Regions from separate parts of the Macaca mulatta genome. Here region 1 is linked to region 2. A link is a contact called in public Hi-C data. All regions are on one chromosome and are shown on one strand. Each heading gives the region's core, a stretch centred on a gene start, on an enhancer-like site or on the middle of the called end of the contact. The rest is flanking DNA. Distances are from core to core; before and after follow the strand shown. Region 1 holds the start of GPR142 (G protein-coupled receptor 142). Region 2 holds the start of RPL38 (ribosomal protein L38).

Region 1 (5,984 bases), core at 1,665-4,164, 170 kb before region 2:
TTGAGGACCTCGTCCAGAGTGCTGGGTGAGTCGGCGTCTCTCCACACATCCAGCCACCAGTAGAAGGGGATGCCGGTCAACAGGGCAGCACTCAGGACAGCAGCAATGGCCCGGCGGGTCCGGCCTGGGGACGAGGCGGCCCGATGGTGCAGGGGGTGGCACAGGGCAGTGTAGCGGTCAACTGTGAGCAGGATGGCGATCCAGACTGAGGCGTGGTTGGCAGCAAACTCCAGGATATTGGCCATGCGCACCACAACCTGGGGCACCTGGCGGGCCAGCAAGGCTCCCTGCAGGAGGAAGCCCGCGAACACGATGACCACCTGGATGATGATATCCGAGGCCGTGAGTGCCAGAAGGTAGTAGTAGGAGGGCTTCCTGGTCCTGGTGGCAAGGCGGCCCAGGGCCACTGCGGTCAGGAGGCTGACTGGTGGCAGCCAAGGTCAGGGAGGGGAGAGGCAGAGGCATCAGAAGAGAGTTCAGACTCTGCTTTCCAAGGTGTCGCCATCGCCCCTCCCCATCTGCGTGTGCAGAGGCTGTGCTGGCTTCTGTTTTTTCTCCTTCCGGATCCTTCTGAAACCCCACTTTGCCCAGAAGGCAACCCAGGCCACCTCTCCCCTGTCCATCCACTGCAAGCCACTGGCTGTACCCCAGTTATACACAGGTAAGTGCACATGGCAGGGTGTCCTCAGAAGCCACCTGTCCTGGCTGGGCGTGCTGGCTCACGCCTGTAATCCCAGCACTTTGGGAGGCCAAGGTGAGCAGATCACCTGAGGTCAGGAGTTCCAGACCAGCCTGACCAACATGGAGAAACCCCATCTCTATTAAAAATTAGCCAGGCATGGTGGTGCATGCCTATGATCCCAGCTACTTGGGAGGCTGAGGCAGGAGAATCACTTGAACCTGGGAAGCGGAGGCTGCAGTGAGCTGAGATCACACCACTGCACTCCAGCCTGGGTGACAGAGCGAGACTCCATCTCGAATAAATAAATAAATAAATAAATAAATAAATAAAAGAGAAGCCACCTGTCCTATGGCATTGTCCTTCAAGTCCTTTTTAGGTTTTCTGTATCCTCCAGAGTGGAGGCATCCCTGGACACAGACATGGGTTTAGCTATCAGACTTGGAGAAAGCCCCAGGGCCGAGACGACCACCCATTCTTCCCATATCCGTGCACCTACCTCTGCCCCCAGCTCTGCTCTCTGAAGGCATGGGGAGCACAGGGAGCTTGGTACTGAGCTCAGCCAGTTCCTATGTGAATTTTGCTATCCTAAGAGGGTGCTCACTGCTGGGGAAAACTTGGGTTTAGCCGTGAGCACCCCCAATCCTAGCCCCTTACTTTTACTCCCCAGTGACCCAGAACACCCTGACAATGGCAAGGAAAGACCAGGGGTCTATGATCCAGGGCCTCAGGGGTCAACACAGAGGACTGGCACCCATTGAAGAAGGATCCCCATTTCTGGCCAAGCCCAAGTCCCCAGACCCCAGCTCTCCACTCACCAGGCAGCCCCAGGCCCAGCAGGACACTGTAGTAGATGACAGGGATGACGCCAGCTACACACGGGGACCTCTCTGGGATCTCTGGCCAGTGGCTTTCAAACTCCTGGCTCAGCCCGCTGCCGTTGGGTGTGGGCAGCAGGGTCACTCGTGGCTGGCCAGCTAGAAGGGGAGGACGGGCAGAGTCAGAGCCTCTGGTCTATTTCTAACCTGGCTGGGCAGCAGCCCCGCCCTGACCTGGGGTCTTTCTAGTCACCCTGCTCTGTGCAGACCCTCTAGTCAGACCCAGCTGAGTGCACTGTCTGTTGCTGTGAGAATTCTTGCCGAGACCACCCTCACCCCCACCGCACCTCACCCCACTCCCTCAGTGGCCCGGCTCCCTCACTGATGTGAAGTCCATGGCAGCACGGTCTGCTGCCATAGAGACACTGCTCCCCATGGGTCCTCACGCTGCCTAGCAGGGGCTCTGAAACAGGATCACGGGGGCACTTGTGGAGATGCAGGCTCCTGGGCCTCCTCTGGGCGGGCTGGGCCAGAGGGTCTGAAGCGGGGTCACAGCAGCTGTGCTTGTCATCAGCATCTGGGCAATTCTGACCCAGGTGACACTGGCCACACACAGGGACCTCTCTGGGAGGCCCACAGTGGAGGCCCCAGGGCTGCACAGCTCCACTCAACAGCTGTCCCCCTCTAAGGAGAGGCTGTTGCTAGGACCCCCTCTTTTCTAAGCTAAAGAGACCCTCTTCAGAGGTGAGCACCACTAAAGCTGGAATGGCCCAGGTCCACAGATGGGGAAACTGAGTCAACAGGGGTAAGGTGGCTGGTCTAGGATGAGCACCTTCCACTCTGGCCCCTGTTCCCCTGAAACCACACTGCACGTCTCTTTCAGGTAGAACTCCAGTTTTTCGTTTCCTGCTGCAGCCCGGGGGCTCACTGCTCACTCACTCTCAGCTTCGGCCCCTACTCCACCCTCTAGGTCCCTAACCTGCCTCCTGTTCCCTTCTGCCTTCCCACCCGATTGCCCCCAGCACACCGTACTTCAAGATGGCTTACCTGTCTCTCGTCCTTCAAGCCCCATGCTCTGGGGCCCTGAGTCCTGGGTCACCTGTGGCTTTTCCTGAGGGTCCCCGCAGCTCTCTGTCAGCATCGCCAGCTGCACCTCTCACCCCTTGGCTCTCCAAGTGGTTATTTGCCCCAGGATCCTTCCCGAGACACTGAGCCTATTAGTGCAGGGGGGTGGGGCGGGGGAAGGAGGAGGAAGGAATCGGTGGGCGGAGGCACCGGGGAAAGAGCGAGGGTAGATGCTGGTGGAGCAAACCAGGGTCCTCTAAGGCGTGCAGGCAGGAGAAGGGGTCGGGCTGGGCAGGGGCTTCAGCTTCAGGAGAGACGAGCTGAGGGTGGCGTGAGGTTCACAGGTCTGTCTATGCCTGGGGGAGCAGGAAGTGAGGAGAAGAGGCAGGATGGCAGGATGGGGGTTCTGGGGGGCTGCCTCCTGCCCCGGGGCACTCTGTGAGCTGGCCTGGGCTCAGCTGGGGTCACATCCTGAGGCTGAGGACTTTGGGGACAGGCAGAAGGACTCGGGGTGCTGACTCTGAGCATCCAGACTGGGAGGGAAGAGAGAAGAGCACCTCTGCGAGGAGTTGGGGGAGTCGTGCCAGGTAGGAGGGTTGAGGCTGCCACAGACAGGGCTATGATCCCAAGAGGCCCAGGGGACCAGGTGTACAGGGTCAGTCCTGCAGTGACCATGGTGGGGGAGGTGGAGGCTGCCCCCAGGGGCAGGATGGCAGGCAGTCGTGCACAGGGTGGGGCATGCCCTGGGAGCAGCCAGACCAGGCTGCCTGCAGCCGGTGCTGGGAAACCACAGTCCTGCAAGCTGTTGTTTTCCTGGCCCTAGTGAAACGGATCATCCCTCAAGAATATCAATCCCTGGCAAATAAACACCAGCCGGTGCCGGTGAGCACTCAGAGGCCAGAATCTGCAGCTCTGGCTCCCCTGCCCTAGAGGAAGAGTGACTGGAGCAGCCCACAAAGCAGGCACCCGGTACATACACACCCCATAGATGGCCTTGGGAGGAGAGCTCAGGTCCCCCTGGAATCACCTCCCACGGCCTGTCCTCTGGGAATGCAGCAGAAAATATGGCAGGAAATATAGGGAGCTTCCCAGCTCTGGGAGTTAGATCTCACATCGGAGCCTGGAATCCCCCGCCCCAACACTCCCTCAGATACTCACAGCAGAGGCTCTGCTACCCCCTGGTGGCCACATCCTGATCCTGCAAGCCTGAAAGTCGCATGGTTTGGCCAGGCACCCTGGGCGGCGCAGTGAGACTGGAGAGGGAGCTGCCTGCTCAGGAAAGGTCCTCTGGTGGAGTGCTGGGACCCCAGCCCCAGAAAGTGCAAGGAGCACAGATGACGTCCCAGGCCACCACCTCCTTGCAGCGGGAGGCTAGGGGTGAGAGAAGGCAGGACCTCTCTTCAAGGAGCTGCCATGGGTGAGGGGCAAGGAGGGTCCCCGCCAACATTTACCGAGTCCCTACCCTGTCCCTACACCTTGTTTTTTAAATTTTATTTTATGTATAGATATATAGAGAGTTTGGGGTCTCGCTGTGTTGCCGAGGCTGGTCTGGAACTCCAGGCTTCAAGTGGTCCTTCTGCCTTGGCCTCTCAAAGAGCTGGGATTACAGGTGTGAGTCACCATGCCAAGCCCACTTTGTTTTTTTGAGGGATGTACACTTGATTGGAAACTTTAAATATTCTTCAGACAGAACACAATGGTTTCAACCAAGGCTGTCACAAAACTAGAGCTCCCTGGATTCAGAGAGAGGAGACGGAGAGATGGAGGAGGGGGACTAAGTTTGCTAAAATTATGCCCCATGCACGTCCTTCCAGCAACTTAGAATCCCACCCCATAGAAGGTCTGTTCTGGGAGACGGCTGGGTTCACCTGGCAGAAACTGCTGGAGTCCTTGGATGGTCTTTTTTGTTTTTTTTTGTTTTTTTTGAGACAGAGTCTCGCTCTGTTGCCCAGGCTGGAGTGCAGTGGCGTGATCTCGGCTCACTGCAAGCTCCACCTCCCAGGTTCACACCATTCTCCTGCCTCAGCCTCCGAGTAGCTGGGACTACAGGCGCCCGCCACCATGCCCAGCTAATTTTTTGTATTTTCAGTACAGATGGGGTTTCACTGTGTTAGCCAGGATGGTCTCGATCTCCTGACCTCGTGATCTGCCAGCCTCGGCCTCCCAAAATGCCGGGATTACAGGCGTGAGTCACCACGCCCAGCCCCTTGGATGGTCTTATTCGGAGGTCCCAGTTTCCCCATGTGACCTGTGGAGACCTCAGCCACCTGGAATGGCTGAGCCAAGAATGCTGGCTTTTCTGTGCATGGGACACTATTGATTTGTTTTCCTCAGTATATGCTTCCGTACCCAGGACAGCAGTGATGTCCTGCAGGGAAGTGGGGTCCCACTGGATCTTGTGCATCCACGGGCAACATCATAGTACTCATTGCTGACAATGCTGGGATCCATGGTTCAAGAGGTGGAGCCTGGAGATGTCCGGTTCAGTGCCAGCAGCAGACAGGACAGGGCAGCCAAGTCATCAGCCAGCACACAGCCTGTACAGACATCAGAGGTCCCTTCTTGGTGGTGGCAATTCTTTCCCACATGGTGTGGTGTCAGTGGCCAGGGTAGGCTGCTAGCCCACGGTGGAAGGGATTCTATCCACCAAGGCAGACAGCTCTGAGTCAGCCTGGGCAAGGTGAAAGATGTTATGAAGACCCAGCCATACACTTTAACTTTTTTTTCTTTTTTTTTTTGAGACGGAGTCTCGCTCTGTCACCCAGGCTGGAGTGCAATGGCGTGATCTTGGCTCACTGCAACCTCTGCCTCCTGGGTTCCAGCGATTCTCCCGCCTCAGCCTCCCAAGTAGCTGGGATTACAGGTGCCCGCCATTATGCCCGGCTAATTTTTTGTATTTTTAGTAGAGATGGGGTTTCACCGTGTTAGCCAGGCTGGTCTCGAGCTCCTGACCTCAGGAGATATGCCCACCTGGGCCTCCCAAAGCGCTGGGATCACAGGCATGAGCCACCGCGCCCGGCCACACCTTGACATTTTTGGTCTCTGAAGTCTTCAGCTCTGATCAGTCCAGCCAGAGCTACCAGGCATGAGCACAAGGGTTTCTCTCTTTCTCTCTCTCTCTTTTTTCCTTCTGCCTCCCCACACCTCAAGACAGGGTCTCACTCTGTCACCCAGGCTGTGGTACAGTGGTGTGATCATAGCTCACTGCAGTCTCGAACTCCCAGGCTCAAGCGATCCTCCTTTCTCAGCCTCCTGAGTAGCTGGGATTATAGGCATGCGCCACCACACCCAGCTAATTTTTGTATTTTTTGTAGAGACAGTGTTTCACCATGTTGCCCAGGCTGGTCTCGAGCTCCTGGGCTCATGCAATCCACCTGCTTCGGCCTCCCAAAGTGCTGGGATTACAGATGTGAGCCACTGCA
Region 2 (6,476 bases), core at 1,442-3,941:
ATGCTTTGTGGTCCAGCCAGGAGTGCAGCAGCATAATCACGGCCCACTGCAGCCTCAATCTCCTGGGTTCAAGCAATCGCTACCTCAGCCTCCTGAGTAGCTAAGACCACAGGCACATGCCTGGCTAACTTTTTTCTTTTGTAAAGACAGGGTCTCACTATGATGCCCAGGCTAGTCTCATCCATCTGCCTCAGCCTCCCAAAGTGCTGGGATTACAGATGGGAACCACCATACCCAGTGTAAATGGTGAATTTTATGCTACGCCTATTACACATTAAAAATTAATATAACAATTTCAAAAGTTTTTTCAACAGCTACTGACACTTTACTATCTCTAGGGGACTGTGACCCCTACCTTTAAAGCTGCATCATCTAAAATCCAGGTTCCCAATTTTTTGTGAGAGACAGTCTCGCTCTGTCACCCAGGATGGAGTGCAGTGGGACGATCTCAGCTCACTGCAACCTCCACCTCCCAGGTCCAACTGATTCTCCTGCCTCAGCCTCCTGAGTAGCTGGGACTGCAGGCGTGTGCCACCATGACCGGTTAATTTTTAAATTTTTGGTAGAAATGGGGTTTTGCCATGTTGCCCAGATTGGTCTTGAACTCTTGGTTCAAACGATCTGCCCGCTTTGGCCTCCCAAAGTGCTGGAATTATAGGCATGAGCCATCACGCCTGGACCACCACCCTTTTTAAACACAAGCAAAGGGTGGTGTCATGTTTAACTTGCTCAGAAGGGTAAGTTATCTACTGGTAGAGTTGGGCTTTGAACTAGGCAGCGACCCCATATGGCCTGAAATAAAACTAACCTGATAACCTCATCTCTTTATACAAAACACTGGCAAACAGACATCATTCCCACCAGATGCTATTTGTTCCCACAGGTGGTCACCACCTCAAAGGTGACAGCCTGTTTTGGGTAATGGGGACACAAATATGACCCCCATCCCTGCCTACCCCCAACTCACTGAAAGGCTCTCCCTGTACACCAACCACCATCTGGCACCATCACTGGGGCACGGAGCATTAGCTGGTGTCTTCGCCCACCTTAACAGGCCTGTCCCATGCAACCCCACTTCCACATGTGACCTGATTCTCTTTCATACAGCTGAAAAAATATGACTCTGGGTTAAAGTAACAACATAACTCAAGACCTATGAAACACAAAAACACAAGCCCCCAAATCTTCAAGTATCACAAAGGGATAACACAACTACCTCTCTCACACTTGGTGTAAAACTGTAAGTGGGTAGCAGAGATTGGCACCTATCCATCGAAAATCTGCTGTTCAAGGATTTTCATGAATCACCTTCTTTCCCCTGTATGTACAAGCTGGGAGACAGCCTCACCACAGTCCAACTCAACCTTTGTGACTTTACAATGGTGGGAATGCGATGTGCATTCAGTAGAAGCCCTGCTTCAAACTTTGATCTTGGCTGGGCGCAGTGGCTCACGCCTGTAAGCCCAGCACTCTGGGAGGTGGAGGCAGGTGGATCACCTGAGGTTAGGAGTTCGAGACCAGCCTGGCCAACGTGGTTAAACACCGTCACTACTAAAAACACAAAAAATTAGCTAGGCGCGGTGGCGCGTGCCTGTAATCCCAGCTACACTGAGGCAGGGGAATCGCTTGAACGTGGGAGGCGGCAACTGCAGTGAGCCAAGATCGCACCACTGCAATCCAGCCTGGGCCACAGAGCCATACTGTCTCAAAAAAAAAAAAAGAAAAAAATTTTTTTAAAAAATCTTTTTCTGGGCTAGATAAGTATGACACTTTCTGACACTGGCCATCGACCACAGGATCACGATATAAACGACTATATTGCACAGTGTGCCGTGCTCAACACATTACATGCAAGTATCCAGCACTTCATTACAAAATGGGTTTTGTGTTAAGATTTTGCACAACTGCAGAAATTTGATGTATTATACAAAAGAAAACTGAACTCTGGGCAGCCTCTGAGATGCTCGCGATTAGCTAAGATGGTTCTAGAATTCCAGGGCCTCAACGTGCCCCACACAGGTCTTTCTCATGGGAAATACGATGTAACCACTGGTCCCAGAGGGCCAGGCACACGCCCAGACAGCCTAACCCGCCTCCTGCCAGCCATTCCGGGGAAGACGCTACCGGAGCGGTGGCAGGGTAGGCACCGGTCATCTTGAACCTTCGGAGCAACCACTTACATTTGGCATCCTTTCGTCGGGCTGTGAGCAGAAAGTCCTTGATTTCCTCAATTTTCCGAGGCTGCAACACAAAGGAAGCGGGTAAACAGACAGCAAAGAGACACGTCTTCCGGTGACGGTCCAGTCCACCAGCTCCTCCCGGCCTCCGGAGGCCCTGGGGAGGCTCTCTCGCCCTCGCCCCGGATCCCACGAACCCACACCGGGAAGGCGCCAGGCAGGGACCGTACTCACCATGGCGACAAGGCGCGCAGGGAGCTGGCGCGGACCGGGACCTGCAGGAAACAGTCCTTGGCGTTAACACGGCGCGGGGGATGGCAGTCAACCCCGCTTTCCCGCCCTCCCCCGAAATATCGCCCCCATCGCACTCCCTTTTCCTCCCCGACACCCTCCACGTGGACCTGGGGTCCCCAGATTTCACCTGGCCGTGGATTGCCCCAGATTACCCTTCTCACCCGCGTACCACTCTAGAGACACTCACAGCCAGCAGCGACCTAGTAAAAGAACGAAAAAGAACGAGACTTCCGTTTCCGGGCAGTTAAACCCTCCCAACGGAGGAAACTGGATACGGTGCCTGCCGAGGGTCAAGACTCATGTAGGCGTTGGCACTTCCAATTTCAGCAGCCCTGCCCCCTCGTGGTCGAGGTCAACAGTGCAGCTCCAAGAATGGAAGGGACCATCCTGGCTGCCGCCCTCCCTCCGACTCCCTCCTCCCACTGCTCCCCATCTCTTCCTTCTATGACCCCCGCCTCTTCCCCATCCACACTTCCTGTCTTCCCTCGCAACCTCCCAACCCTAGCCTGGCTTTGCTGGGTTTTAGTTCAGATTCAGTTCGAAGAGCTAACGCTTATTCTCCACGGCTTTCACTGGACCTGTGCACGGGACATCTGCACAGAGAATTCTTCATTTAATGGCAGAGACCGTCGTGTGCACCTTGTAGAACCTCTTGTTCTGGCGCCTCACGTTTTCTTCTTCCAGTCTCCTTTTTGGGACCTGAACCTGTCATGACCAGGGCCCTGGGATCTTCTTTCCGTAAGAGGGAGCGTTCCTGCCTGCTGCTTCCAGTTCCTTTAGGAATTGGTGTACAATGAAAGCAAGTTAAGGCCGGGCGCGGTGGCTCACGCCTATAACCCCAGCATTAGGGGAGGCCGAGGCCGGTGGATCGCTTGAGGCCAGGAGTTCGAGACCAGCCTGGGCAACCTAGTAAGGCCCCCCCCCACACCCATCTCTAGCAAAAATAATAATAATACTTCCAACAGCTGTGGCAGGGCTGCCCCTGGCTAAGTGTCTCACCTCTAGGGCTGATGGTGCAGCAGTGGGAGTTCTCCTGCTGTTGCCAGCTCTCACCACCACCCCAGAGGGGAGAGGTGGACTCAGGACTTGAACCCCTGCTGGGCAGATTCCCCAGTCCAGGCACCAGCCACTTCTTGGGGAGGCTTGGGCAGTTTGGGGAGGGCAGCCTTCCTTTCTCCCCCATAACATCCTTCAGGTTAGGCTCTTAGCAACGTGTGGTTATCGATTTTATTTTTATCCTCCACTTTTATTTTATTTCCAACCTCTCTACAAATGTCTACATTTTATTATATTTGTTTCCCCCAAATTTAATAACCACATGGCAGAATGTAATTGCTTCGTGCTTATTATTACAGAGCAGCCCTCCTGAAGAGAAAGAGCACTTTGCCGCGAGCTTTACTTAGAACTTATTTAACTTACGTTCCTTTCTTCCTCCCTCCTGCCCTTCCATTAACAAGCTCAGGCTGAGCACCTTCCTGGGGGTGCTGGAGATATAGGAACCAATAGACCTTGCTGCAGAGAGATCACAAAATACTGTAATAGCACTGAAGAGTCTTTTAAAGAAACTGAACGTTGTCTCTGCAACTGTAAATGTGTCAGGATTCCAGCAGTGGGAAAAGTTAATTGGCAAAAGCCTAATTTTAGATGCCTAAAGGTTGGATCCCATCTGAGAATCATGAGTGCTTCAGCTCTGACCTGAGGACTTTCCTGTACCTTAGAGCCTGGCTTTGCCAGCCCCTCCCATCTTAGGCGATGCCTTTCTGGTCTTTTCTACCCCACTGCTCCTCCACAAGCAACCACCCATTCAGCCAAGCCGAGGGGCCTCTTCATGTGCGGGGCACTTTCCGCCCTCCAGGTATTCGCTCTGGTGTCCACTCTGATGCCAAATGCTACTGGTCCTTCCGAGCTCAGCTCCCGCCTCCCCTTTTTCAGGCAGGATCCTTCACCCCTGACTTATGTCGCTTGCCACTCATACAGTGGTTCCTCGCAATCACTTCTCCGTAGGCTGCATGGAGGTGTTTCACTTTTCATACATGTGTACCGCTCTTTTTATTTTTAATTTTTTTTTTTTTTTTTTTTTTTGAGACGGAGCCTTGCTCTGTCGCCCAGGCTGGAGTGCAGTGGCCGGATCTCAGCTCACTGCAAGCTCCGCCTCTCGGGTTCACGCCATTCTCCTGCCTCAGCCTCCCGAGTAGCTGGGACTACAGGCGCCCGCCACCTCGCCCAGCTAGTTTTTCGTATTTTTGAGTAGAGACGGGGTTTCACCGTGTTAGCCAGGATGGTCTCGATCTCCTGACCTCGTGATCCGCCCATCTCAGCCTCCCAAAGTGCTGGGATTACAGGCTAGAGCCACCGCACCCGGCCTATTTTTAATTTTTTAAAACTTTTTTAGAGACACGGTCTCCCTAGGTTGCCCAGGCTGACCTTTAACTCTTGGGCTCAAGGGATCCTCCTGCCTCGAGCTCCCAAAGTGCTAGGATGACAGGTGTGAGCCACTATGCCCCACCTTACCACTTTTCCTTGAAGGCAAGGACAGTGCTCAGTATTCTGTCGATAACTCTCTAAGTGCAGTCCCCATCTGTACAGTAAGAGCTGAATGCTAACACTGCAGGATGATCCGGCTGGATGCGGCATCTGAGATCACTCACGATATGGAGGGGTGGATGGAGGGAGGAATTCAGGGAGAGCTAGAAGGAGGCATTGATGTGCCCGAAGCGGTGCCTGGCATGTAGTAGGTCCAAAAACTATTTGTTGAATGAATGACTGGTGCTTCTCACCTCACTGCAGGCCCGACAGGACAAGGACAGGGATAGAAGGAGGAGCTGCACCTCCCTTTTGGCGGCGATCCCAGGGAGACAGATGTTCGCCCTCTTGAGTTGTATAATTTAAGGGACCATAGATGTGTAGTAGCAAAACACAATGGCACATTTGTTCAAGTACCAAAGACCTCCAGCTCCCCAAGGGGGACAAATAGCAAAATAAGCCACAGCCACTAAAAGTGAGGCAAGGCGCCAAGAGGGCACACTTCCCTGCTGTATGGGAGGATGAGCCTCAAATGTCCTGGAGTGGTCGGGGACTGTCAGAGACCAAGGCTGGCAGAGCCCTGGCCCTGAGCGCCACAGCCTGAGACCCTGAGAGGATGCTGCCCCGGACATGAGCCTCCCTGGTGAATGCCATACACACACGAAATGAAACTCTCTAAGGCCCAGGGGGGATCCTGCAGGAGAGGAAAGCCCCGGACTCGAGGACAGGAGGGTCAGGCTGCCTGTTATGGTCGTTCTGGCCATTGGTGGGCTGGAATGTCCAACGCTGGCGGCTGCAGGACGGTGAGGGCTATTCCCATTGTCAAGAGGTGGAAGGGAGGGTCTGAAGCAGGGTGCTGCAGCGTGATTGGAAGCTGGAGAGGCACGGAGGGCATGTCTGGAGCTGCAGGGTACAGTCTAACACTTTCCCCTCCTTCCCTTCCCTCACTCTGCTGGCTCTGGGTAGAGAGGGCCTCAGAAGGCACATGGCCTCCCCTCCTCCCTCCAGCAGCCCCGCCCCGGCCACTCCTGAAGGCCGAATGGTTTAGAGTTTTCTCTTCAGTTTTCAGGGACACATTGGAAAGAGGACCAGGATCGGTCAAAAAAACCCCAATGCCCCAGCTTGCAGGTGGGCGGAGGGCTGGCATGGCACATGGCTGACAAAACCTCCCAGCCTCCGGGATTTTCTCCCATTCAGTCCATTCTGTTCACGTGGTGAACATCGATTGAGCTACTACTCTAAGGCAGCCACTGGGCTGGGCCTGGGAATAAGCAGAATGCGGTTCCAGCTCCAAACACTCATGACTGCTGGGATCCCATAACAAGCTGTGGAGGATGCCCAGAGGCTAGGGGTCTAATTCCTCCTGAGGGAGTCCTGGAAGGCTTCGTGGAGGGGGGGACACAGTGTGCTGCCTCCGGGAGGGGTGCGCAGCAGCTTGCCAGGAGAAGAACTTGCAGACAGAAGGAGGGAGGGAGCTGACGT

The links. A called contact is a pair of places that touch in the nucleus more often than the background predicts.
Region 1: a contact with region 2 is called in a Hi-C map of fetal cortex germinal zone, with 4 times the contacts expected there. The contact joins the promoter of GPR142 here to the promoter of RPL38 in region 2. A contact is called at or near these places in 4 of 14 Hi-C or Micro-C datasets (cortical neurons, fetal cortex germinal zone, fetal cortical plate and 1 more).

What each region holds. Positions count from the first base shown.
Region 1 is chr16:84,039,371-84,045,354 of T2T-MMU8v2.0, reverse strand. It overlaps GPR142 (G protein-coupled receptor 142), which reads right to left and starts at 2,914. Exons shown (of 3, transcript XM_028836758.2): 1 at 2,545-2,914; 2 at 1,498-1,656; 3 at 1-424. The coding sequence starts at 2,638. The region is part of intron 2 of BTBD17 (BTB domain containing 17); the gene reads left to right.
Region 2 is chr16:83,869,522-83,875,997 of T2T-MMU8v2.0, reverse strand. RPL38 (ribosomal protein L38) reads right to left here and starts at 2,691. Exons shown (of 5, transcript XM_028836749.2): 1 at 2,624-2,691; 2 at 2,412-2,452; 3 at 2,181-2,241. The coding sequence starts at 2,414. It overlaps LOC144335922 (a long non-coding RNA gene), which reads left to right. Exons shown (of 2, transcript XR_013407192.1): 2 at 219-1,124.